2 separate regions of the Rattus norvegicus genome follow, and region 2 is linked to region 1. Evidence: chromatin contacts called from public Hi-C data. All regions are on one chromosome and are shown on one strand. The core of a region is the stretch at or near the end of the contact, and the rest is flanking DNA. Distances in the headings are between cores, read along the strand shown. Region 1 overlaps Pcdh9 (protocadherin 9). Region 2 holds the start of Pcdh9 (protocadherin 9).

What was found. Hi-C and Micro-C count contacts between places; a contact is called where the count stands out from the background.
Region 2: a contact with region 1 is called in a Hi-C map of frontal cortex, with 4 times the contacts expected there. The contact joins two enhancer-like sites. A contact is called at or near these places in 7 of 12 Hi-C or Micro-C datasets (the A7r5 cell line, the Rat2 cell line, frontal cortex and 3 more) and 1 of 1 datasets of contacts at active chromatin or transcription factors (oligodendrocytes).

What each region holds. Positions count from the first base shown.
Region 1 is chr15:76,117,490-76,122,574 of GRCr8, reverse strand. All of the region lies in intron 2 of Pcdh9 (protocadherin 9), which reads left to right. LOC120097141 (a long non-coding RNA gene) reads left to right here. Exons shown (of 2, transcript XR_005494384.2): 1 at 1-5,085. Among named protein-coding and RNA genes, the nearest start is that of Pcdh9, 520 kb to the left of the region's middle. Within about 2 kb of position 3,389, at least 16 of the 93 cell types and tissues checked have an H3K27ac peak or open chromatin away from gene starts, as enhancers often do.
Region 2 is chr15:76,639,031-76,644,686 of GRCr8, reverse strand. It overlaps Pcdh9 (protocadherin 9), which reads left to right and starts at 735. Exons shown (of 4, transcript NM_001191688.1): 1 at 735-3,846. The coding sequence starts at 811. Within about 2 kb of position 3,791, at least 17 of the 93 cell types and tissues checked have an H3K27ac peak or open chromatin away from gene starts, as enhancers often do.

The DNA.
Region 1 (5,085 bases), core at 2,140-4,639:
GGTGAATCCTCAAACCATCTGAGACCCAGGAATGACTGTGTCACGGAGAGAACTTGACACTTGGTACTATGAAGAGAGTCTTTGAAGGCTATAGACGAATGCACATTCAAGTTCCAATAGAGGACCTCAGCAGATTTGGAGATGTAAATAGCATTAAGTATTTAATTTTGATTTTTACAGCTGGAAAGACTTTGAATTTTCAAAGAGATTTTGGACTTTCAGAGAAACTGGATATTTTAAAGGGAGTTCTTAAAGACGGTGGGACATCTTCTTCTTCCTCAGGATTCTCTAAGGTCCCCTGATGTTTGGCTGTGGGTCTCAGCATCAGTCTTCATCAGTCACTGAGGGAAGCTTCTCTGATGACATTGATTCTAGGCTCTTGTCTGCCAGTACAACAGAATATTGTTAATACTGTCAGGGGTGGGCTCTCTCTCATGACATAAGTCTAAAGTTGCACCTCTCAGTAGTTGGTTATTGCTTCAATTTCTGCTCCCTCATTATCCCTGCACATCTTGTAGGAAGAAAAAAAATGTAGGTCAAAATTTTTTGTGACTGGATTGATGTTCCCATTCCTCCATTAGAAATCTTTCCTGGTTAAAGGATCTGGGCATCTCAAGTTTCACAAACATACTGTCCGTTTTGAAATCATTAACATATATATTAAAAGCAAAACTTAAGAGATTGCTTTTCTTTTACATTTCTACATATCTTGTTATCTGTTAAAAGTCTTTGTAAACAAAGAACATGTCTTCAAAACCGAGACCAATGCATGCAACTCTGAAAAACAAAATCCATTAGTATTTTGCTTCCAAAAGCCTGTGATTGTGAAGTTCTTCCTGTAAGTTGAAAAGGAATATACAGGTTTAATTTTCTTTAAAATTCGTAATGTAAACATCATATTAACTATGGACACGGTGTCTCCATGCAGTACAGATCCTTTGGTAAAAGACTTGATATACCACGAGTACTGTCTATTTTACTTCCTAAAAATTCACAAGCAATGTCTCAAATGGTAGAAGAATTATGCAGGACTTCATGGTACAAAATGAGGCTAGCCAATACTTTAGATGACGTCTTATTAAAAAGTGTGGGCTTTATTTCTCATGTGAAGCAAATATTATCCAAGTGTAGAAAAGTGCCACAGTATCTTTCCCACGTCAGTGGGAGAACACACTTTTTATTTTTTTTTATTTTTTTATTTTTTTATTTTTTTTTTTTTTGAGCTGGGGACCGAACCCAGGGCTTTGCGCTTGCTAGGCAAGCGCTCTACCACTGAGCTAAATTCCCAACCCCGGCAGAACACACTTATTTTGTGAGATGTCATATTTTCAATGCAGTAAAAGTAAACGTATCATTTGGGGTAGTAAGAAAAGCATGCTTATCATGACTGTACATATTATTACATTATGAAGCATGAAAATATGTCATTTTATATTTAGTATATTAAAGCACTCAATACTCAATACTCAATATATATATATGTACTGTATTGAGTATATATATATACTGTATTGAGTATATATATAGTGTGAGTATATATATATATATATATATATATATAGTGTGTGTGTGTGTGTGTGTGTGTGTATTTTTGCCTTGTTCCTGTTTCCTTCTAAAGAATTCTAATTTCTTTGACTGTAAAATATGTGGTTTTATTTTCCCAATGATGATTATAGTGATTAAGTTTATTTTTCTCTGAAATATCAAGAGAGATATTATAGTAATTTTCAGATGCAGAAGTAGCTGCTAAATCTTATCCAAATGTTTATTGTGAAAGGGTTGAAATAATCTGAAAAGGGTAAATTATTTTTTAATTCATATGTTAACCCTAGTCTAGCAAAATAGTAGGGGAGTAATATTTTGACATTGGATTTGATTGGATGTTTTTGATTATCAAAGACTGGGCTGTCCGTAGTAGCAGAAGTCCACTACTTTTCATCCTACCTACCTCAGTCAATGTGCATACCTCTTGAAAAGAAGAAAAATAATAAAAGATTATGTTCTGTAACTGACCCCAGCACCCTGAAACTTTCCAAAAAGCTTGTACAAAATTGTCACAGAATGCAGTCAGGCTGGTATTCGAAGACTAAGGTGCACTGCCCCACACCCCGACCAAGATTCTTCAAATTCATTCTAAACAGGCACTAAGACATACTTCACCAAGAAATACATTTTTTTTCCTTAGTAGAAAGAATGTGATGGAGAGTTCCGGAAAAGCTTATTTCTGACCCTCATCTTGACATGTATAAGCAACAATATCTTGACAATTCAGTTTCTGCTTTTGGAGAAAAAAAACAAACAAATAAGTTTCCCTTCGGTGACCTTAAAACTTCAGCTAAAGTGACTTTTAAAATTGCTCTAGTGGCCTGCCAGCAGCACTTACACCTGGTGTCTTTCCTTTTGTTTCTATGTCCGGCTCTATTCCTAAGCTGCCTCGTGTCTGCTCTATACCTTAATTGTTGGCTGCTTGTAAGATTGAAGTGGCTGGCATGGCCCTTTATCCAAATAAGAAGTGAATACAGCCTTTTACACAATTTTAAATTGTGTTTGTTGAAAGAATAACTGACCGTTAACCCCTCCTCAATTCTAAAAATCTAAACATTTATGTGCACTGTCACATAATTTTCTCCTAACATTTAAAAGCAGGCTATTTTATAAGTCCATACTCCATTCTTGTGTGGGGATTGTTCCCTGGCAGGCGCCTTTAGATTGCCTAAGAGTGTCCCTGTGATAAAATTCCACAGACGGATAAACCTCATCAAATTCCCTTTCTGTCTTCAATTTTCAAAGGATACATTTCTTTCAATTAAAAAGATAATCTCCAGGATATATACTAAGTCTTTATGTACAAAAATAAAAATGGAAGAAAATATGGGGAGTGGGGGGCCAAGCAAAAAAGACAAATTCACTACAGTTCCAGTCTGCGCCCTGATTTTTCTCAAGTAGATGGCACTGTTTTGTCAACAGCTCCATCTGCAGACCAGGGACAGCTGTGACTCTTGCTTAGTGATGAGGTCACTATGCGTCTGCTCTCAACCTGCAGTCTGTCTATTCAAATTTGATTTGAAAGGCAACACCTGATGTCATCATTTTTAAGCTAATTTTTTTTTAGCAATGTCAGGTTTTGTATGATTTCTGAAAGATAGCTTTAGGCTCTGTCACTGGAAATTTCTAGAGAGGGGAGGAAGGAAAAGCCAGCTACGAAGCAGGGTAAACTTTTCCAGCAGTTGTTTATGCAGACTATTAATCTTTCCATTGTTTTCCTGAGAAGACATGATTTCTGGGTACTTCCCCCACAAAGGCTGCTTCCAAGCAGCTGTGGTTTCATCACTCTCTCTAGTGACAGAGGGAGAACAGTTCAGGTCCCACTGCCGATGCTGCAGTCTCAGTGCGTTAAATAATGTGTGCTCTAAGAGCAAAAGTGTCAGCAGAGACTCCACGCTGAAGGAGAGGTTGAAAGGAGGACTTCCAGCTCAGCCACACTTAAAAGTCCTTGGACGTAGAGGTCTGTATGTTTGGAACACTAGAGGGCTGTATAAGTCTTTATTTTATTTATTTTTATTTTTAAAACCTTTAAGGGTAATAAGTTTCTGGGGAAGATGGAGTGGATATGAGCTGATTTAAAATGAAATCTGAGTAATTGAAAAACCAAAGAGAATGAATTAATCAGGGTAACACACCTCTAATGAGAAACATATGCATACACACATGCACATATAACACACACATTCTTTACATAGTGCTTTGATAGAATAATTACTATACTTGAAATCCTTGTCTAACGAACCTATTGGTCTTCAATGGGAATGTATTTCAAATTGAAATAATTACGTTTTTTCCTACATGTAATGTATTTTATGTGTAGCTAATATATTTATTCAATAGAAGATTAAGAGCATGAGCCAAAATCCAAAGTTATAGTGAGGTTGCTGTCATTGGAAACCTAAAATAGGTAATTGCTGACAAAAAGCTTTGAAGACATGCAAGGGCTATAAAACTGTAGGCTGTCTATATTATTGCTATGGGTCATATTGTTCCATGGCGTAGTGATTTGCAGAGTCGTTTTGCTAACATTGGGAACTCTGTTAGATTATCAAACTCTGCACCTTTACTAAAATATTTGATGCTAAATAAGGATATAATAATGTATACTACTTTTCAATTATTGTTGGCATCATCGTTATTATGTGCATTTAATTATAAATAGATTTGAGCATTCTTTATTTATGCAAGAGGAATATATATTAATACTTTATACCTAGACATACATTCTATTTAAGAAGTAGACATCGTACACCCTAAAATCACCACTACCGAACAAAAGTTAAAAAGATCAGAGGACAAAAGCCAATGCATATGATCCAAATAGTTTAATTATCATGTGCCTAACATTGCTACTATGATGTTGAATAAGGGAGAAGTTATTAGTGCTACAGGGTGAAAGACAGTCATTCTTAAACATGTCTAATAAAAATAATAGGATGAAACCAAGTACATTCAGTCAGGACTATAAAACTCAAATCCATTGATTTGTAAACACAGAATGGTGATTAAGGAAGTTTTAGCAGAAGAAAACATGAATGAAGGCATCAGTAGAGAAGGAAGTATTAGAAAAACCTTCTCAATGAAGGTGACCATTAATAAAGAGGCTTTGGGGGGTTGGGGATTTAGCTCAGTGGTAGAGCGCTTGCCTAGGAAGCGCAAGGCCCTGGGTTCGGTCCCCAACTCCAAAAAAAAAAAAAAAAAAAAAATAAAGAGGCTTTGGCTTTTGGTAACATGACAAGATAGTCAAATAATGAGAAGACTTTTTAAATATAGCATATGCCAGACATAGGTAGAAAACAGCATCACTGAATTCAAAATTTTAATTTGTTTCTAAATAAAGAGTTTTGGAAACTTTATAACCTAGGAACTACTAACAAGAAATACAACGAAGATTAAGATGTTTACTTATTTGTCTGTTTAACTATTGCTCCTATTTTTATTGAAAAAATAAATTCTTCTCTTATACAATACATTCTGACTCCAGTTTCCACTCCCTCCGTTCTCTCAGCTCTCCATGCACCTCCCGTCTCTCTAGACCCA
Region 2 (5,656 bases), core at 2,542-5,041, 520 kb before region 1:
CATATGGAGAAAGGAGAGCAGGCTGTGAGTAAGGCATGTGAAGTCTTGGTCTGGTGCTTTGAGGCAGTGAGAATATGTAGTGGCCAGTGACTACTGCTGTTGCCGCTGCTGCAGAATGTCCGATGCTCATTTCCCAGCAAGGTTGGATTATGAGACAGTTGAAGAACTGGGAGGAAGGAAAAAAGCAGTCTTTTGAGAGGAGGAGATGACTCAGTGTGGCAGAGAAGAAAACACCTCATATCTAACATGTGACAAAGCAGTTGGCAGCAATCGTACCTAAATACTTGAGGTCTTTCAATTCAGTCTCAAACAACTAGGGGAGGTGGGTTAGAGAGCAGGAAGGGGATTGAACGGGGGTTGAGGGGGAACAAGAATGTATGCTTTGAATTAAACAGTGTTGTGGGGAAAAAAACAGTGTGGGGGTTGGGGGGGGATCCAGGTAAAAATAGCTGCTGCTGTCCTTAATTCAAAAGTAGATGAATTTCATTTTCTCTGGGCAAATGCAACAAGCAGGGACTATTCAGTGATGTGACCACAGAGTTAACTTGCAAACTGTGGCACAGCAAACTGCCATGTTTACTAATAGGCAGGGACAGTGTGCTTCGATGTTTTGGTGACCGTGTTCTCATTTGCCGAAGAATAATGTTGTCTGTACAATTGTGTTGACAGTGGCTGTCTCCACATAAGAGATGAGATGTAATGCCTCCTCCTCCTCCGGTCCATGCACACTTCCTCTTGCAATCCGTGCATCATTCCTCAGTGGGAACCTTTAAACTCTAAAATCCAAGGGAAGAAAATAAAGACATTATCATGGACCTGAGGGATTTTTACCTGTTGGCTGCTCTGATTGCCTGTTTAAGGCTGGATTCCGCAATAGCTCAAGAACTTATTTACACTATTAGAGAGGAATTGCCCGAAAATGTGCCCATAGGAAATATACCAAAGGATCTGAATATTTCTCACATCAACGCTGCCACAGGGACGAGTGCCAGCCTTGTCTACAGGCTGGTTTCTAAAGCTGGGGATGCCCCTCTGGTGAAAGTATCCAGTAGCACTGGGGAGATTTTCACAACCTCCAACAGAATAGACAGAGAGAAACTCTGTGCCGGAGCTTCTTATGCTGAGGAGAATGAGTGTTTCTTTGAACTTGAGGTGGTGATCCTCCCCAATGACTTTTTCAGACTGATCAAAATCAAGATCATTGTCAAGGATACCAATGATAATGCCCCCATGTTTCCGTCTCCCGTCATCAATATTTCCATCCCAGAGAACACTTTGATCAACAGTCGCTTTCCAATCCCATCAGCCACAGACCCTGACACGGGCTTCAATGGGGTACAGCATTATGAATTGCTGAATGGGCAGAGTGTTTTTGGACTGGATATCGTGGAAACTCCGGAGGGAGAAAAGTGGCCGCAATTGATCGTTCAGCAGAACTTGGATAGAGAACAAAAAGATACCTATGTGATGAAAATCAAAGTGGAGGATGGGGGCACTCCACAGAAATCCAGCACAGCCATACTCCAGGTCACAGTAAGTGATGTCAATGACAACAGGCCAGTGTTTAAAGAGGGTCAAGTGGAAGTGCATATTCCAGAGAATGCTCCTGTAGGGACCTCTGTGATTCAGCTCCATGCTACTGATGCAGACATAGGCAGCAATGCTGAAATCCGGTACATCTTTGGTGCCCAGGTCGCCCCTGCAACCAAAAGACTCTTTGCTTTAAATAACACAACTGGGCTGATTACAGTTCAGAGGTCCTTAGATAGGGAAGAGACAGCCATTCACAAAGTGACAGTGCTGGCTAGTGACGGCAGCTCCACTCCTGCCAGAGCCACCGTTACCATCAATGTCACAGATGTAAATGATAATCCTCCAAACATAGACCTCAGGTACATTATAAGTCCCATCAATGGCACCGTGTATCTCTCTGAGAAAGATCCAGTCAATACAAAGATTGCCCTAATTACAGTTTCAGATAAGGACACGGATGTGAATGGCAAAGTGATCTGTTTTATTGAAAGAGAGGTCCCATTTCATCTGAAGGCAGTGTATGACAACCAGTATCTGCTAGAGACCTCGTCTCTGCTGGACTATGAGGGCACCAAAGAATTCAGCTTTAAAATCGTTGCCTCTGATTCTGGGAAGCCCAGTTTGAATCAGACTGCCCTGGTAAGGGTTAAGCTTGAGGACGAAAATGACAACCCACCAATTTTCAACCAGCCTGTAATTGAGCTGTCAGTTTCTGAAAACAACCGACGTGGGTTATACTTAACAACTATTAGTGCTACGGATGAAGACAGTGGGAAAAATGCAGACATTGTTTATCAGCTTGGACCCAATGCCTCCTTCTTTGATCTGGACAGAAAGACAGGAGTTCTGACAGCCTCCAGAGTCTTTAACAGGGAGGAACAAGAGCGGTTCATTTTTACAGTAACTGCCAGGGACAACGGGACCCCTCCCCTGCAGAGCCAAGCAGCCGTGATAGTTACTGTTCTGGATGAGAATGACAATAGCCCCAAGTTCACTCATAATCATTTTCAGTTTTTTGTGTCTGAGAATCTGCCAAAGTATAGTACTGTGGGGGTAATCACAGTGACAGACGAGGACGCTGGAGAGAATAAAGCTGTGACTCTTTCCATTCTAAATGACAATGAAAATTTCGTGTTGGATCCCTATTCAGGAGTCATAAAGTCCAATGTCTCCTTTGATAGAGAACAGCAGAGTTCCTACACGTTTGATGTCAAAGCCACTGACGGAGGACAGCCACCTCGGTCCTCTACTGCAAAAGTAACTATCAATGTCATGGATGTCAATGACAATAGTCCAGTTGTCATTTCTCCACCATCCAACACCTCCTTTAAGTTGGTGCCCCTCTCAGCCATTCCTGGTTCCGTGGTTGCTGAAGTTTTTGCTGTGGATATTGACACCGGGATGAATGCAGAACTTAAGTATACCATAGTGAGCGGGAACAACAAAGGATTATTTCGGATTGATCCAGTAACGGGCAATATCACCTTAGAAGAAAAGCCGGCACCTACTGACGTGGGCCTGCACCGTCTCGTGGTCAACATAAGTGACCTGGGGTACCCTAAGGCTTTGCACACTCTTGTGCTGGTATTTCTTTACGTGAACGACACTGCTGGAAACGCCTCGTATATATATGACTTGATCCGTAGGACTATGGAGACCCCGCTGGACAGGAACATAGGAGATAGTGGTCAACCTTATCAAAACGAGGACTATCTCACCATCATGATTGCCATCGTTGCCGGGGCCATGGTCGTCATCGTCGTGATCTTTGTCACGGTGCTGGTGCGCTGTCGCCATGCGTCGAGGTTCAAGGCTGCTCAGAGGAGCAAACAAGGTGCTGAATGGATGTCCCCAAACCAGGAGAATAAACAAAACAAGAAAAAGAAACGGAAGAAAAGAAAGTCGCCCAAGAGTTCTCTTTTGAACTTTGTTACTATCGAAGAGTCCAAACCTGATGATGCGGTTCATGAACCTATCAATGGGACCATAAGCCTGCCTGCTGAGCTGGAGGAACAGAGTATAGGAAGATTTGACTGGGGCCCGGCCCCTCCAACAACCTTCAAGCCTAACAGCCCTGACCTGGCCAAGCACTACAAATCTGCCTCTCCACAGCCTGCGTTTCATCTCAAACCAGACACTCCAGTTTCCGTGAAAAAGCACCACGTCATTCAAGAGCTCCCTTTGGACAACACCTTTGTTGGGGGCTGCGACACCCTTTCCAAACGCTCCTCCACTAGTTCAGATCACTTCAGTGCCTCAGAGTGCAGCTCCCAAGGAGGCTTCAAGACAAAGGGCCCCTTACACACCAGACAGGTAAACGAGCACTTTTACTGGTCTATAAGTACTGCATACAAGTGCCCAGTCAACCAGTATTAACGTGCCACTGTGTGTATTGTTTTTTGGTCTAACTTTAGCTTAGTTATAAGGAGGAAAAAAAACTTGACCCCTTTTTTATTCCTCTGGGGCTCAGTCAAGAATTTTTAGAACAGCTTTGAAATTTCTGAGTTCTGAGAATATTTAACCTCCCAGTTTCCTTCAAATGGCAAAAGATGAAAAGAGGAAATTATTCCAAAATGTCCCGAGATAATGTTTGCTCAAGAAGAAAACCCATCCTGATTTGCCCAATTCTGCTCCTGGGGTTTCCAAATTATCTACTTCAAGATTTTCACATTACCTTTTGATCTAAAAAGTCACCTTCAAGTATCAAGTTTAAATGACATTTGAAGGTCTGACACCACTCACTCTGGAGCTGTGGTCGATAAAGGGGTTACAGTTTTTTTTTTACACAGTAAAAAAAAAAGAGAGTAGTATATTATATGTACATCAGCTGGGAAGCACATGATTATTGATTGATTGCATCTAAGCCATATAGAAAGTCTACTCCTTGATTTCAAGTTATTTTATTGTAATATAGTAAGCTGGATCTTTCTTAGAACGATTTTCAGTGTCCATAATGGTTCATATTTGAAAAGAAAAGGGAAATAAAAGGAATGCTTTCTCTCTAATATTACTAATTTATACAGAAAAGAAGGATTCCATTGTAAATACTTTCTCATCTTAGCAATGCATAAGTGATCTGTCATAACTCATTTTAAACTGTGAAAGACACTGTGTGAAGAGAGATTAAGAGGCTGAGAAACTCATATTTCAACCAAATCCAGAATTAGTTTTCCTTAGGTCTAATAATTCCTTGTTAATAAAGATTTAAATGCAGCGCTGTCTAATTTATTTCTTTGGTGCTTGTCTGTTGCCACGAAATTTGAATGTCAATAATAGCCTGTAGATGGCACTAGGGTATCATGTCCCCTGTGCTGGCCAGGTGCCAATCCTGCAGTAGCTAGGAAGAGGGGGAGGGAAGGATCTTTGGTAGTACAGCCAAAGATACCTTTTATTTAATGATAGTTCCTCTGGAGCAACTAGCATTTAAGTTCATTTGTTTGCTCTTTAGTGAGTTGCTCTCAGCACATCAAGTTTCTAGGATTTTGGAAGTCAAGCTCTGTTGTTAGGAGTCCATCTCTGCTGGTGGCCCATCTACCACCTTGCTAACCAGTTATAAACATAAATCTCAGAAAATCAGGTAAAGCAAAGTTCACAGAACCATCTTGACGAGACTTGGGAAAATTGAAAAGGGTTCTTTAATGTTGTCATTGTTTTGTTTTGTTCTCTGAAGTTGTGATAGAGTAGTGTTTCTAATGGAAACTGTTTCCCCTTTTACATTCAGTAGCCGCTCTGTAGTGAGTCTGGGGCTTCAGGCGAATAAGGCATAAAAGTGATTTAATCAGTCAATCACACAGGTGCTCTAAGAATACTCGGTATAATTATTATTATGAATGTAAGCTCTCCACCTGACATACTAAACACATAGAGCATTGTTGAGGAACATTCGAGTAAAGCTGAGAAACACAAGGTGAAAGAACCTCAAAGAAACAAAATGGTTTTGATGTCCTAGAGGAAGCCTTCAGGCTTTTAGTTGATAGTGAAAGTCAGGACAACTCAGTTTCAGGTTAACTTTATCAGTGCTTGAGAAGAGAGTGGTGTTAAATATTTGGAAATTGTCTGAACATAGCCAAGATTTTTTAAAGTTGCTTAATAGTTTATTATGGCAAGAAAAGTAACCAGTGAA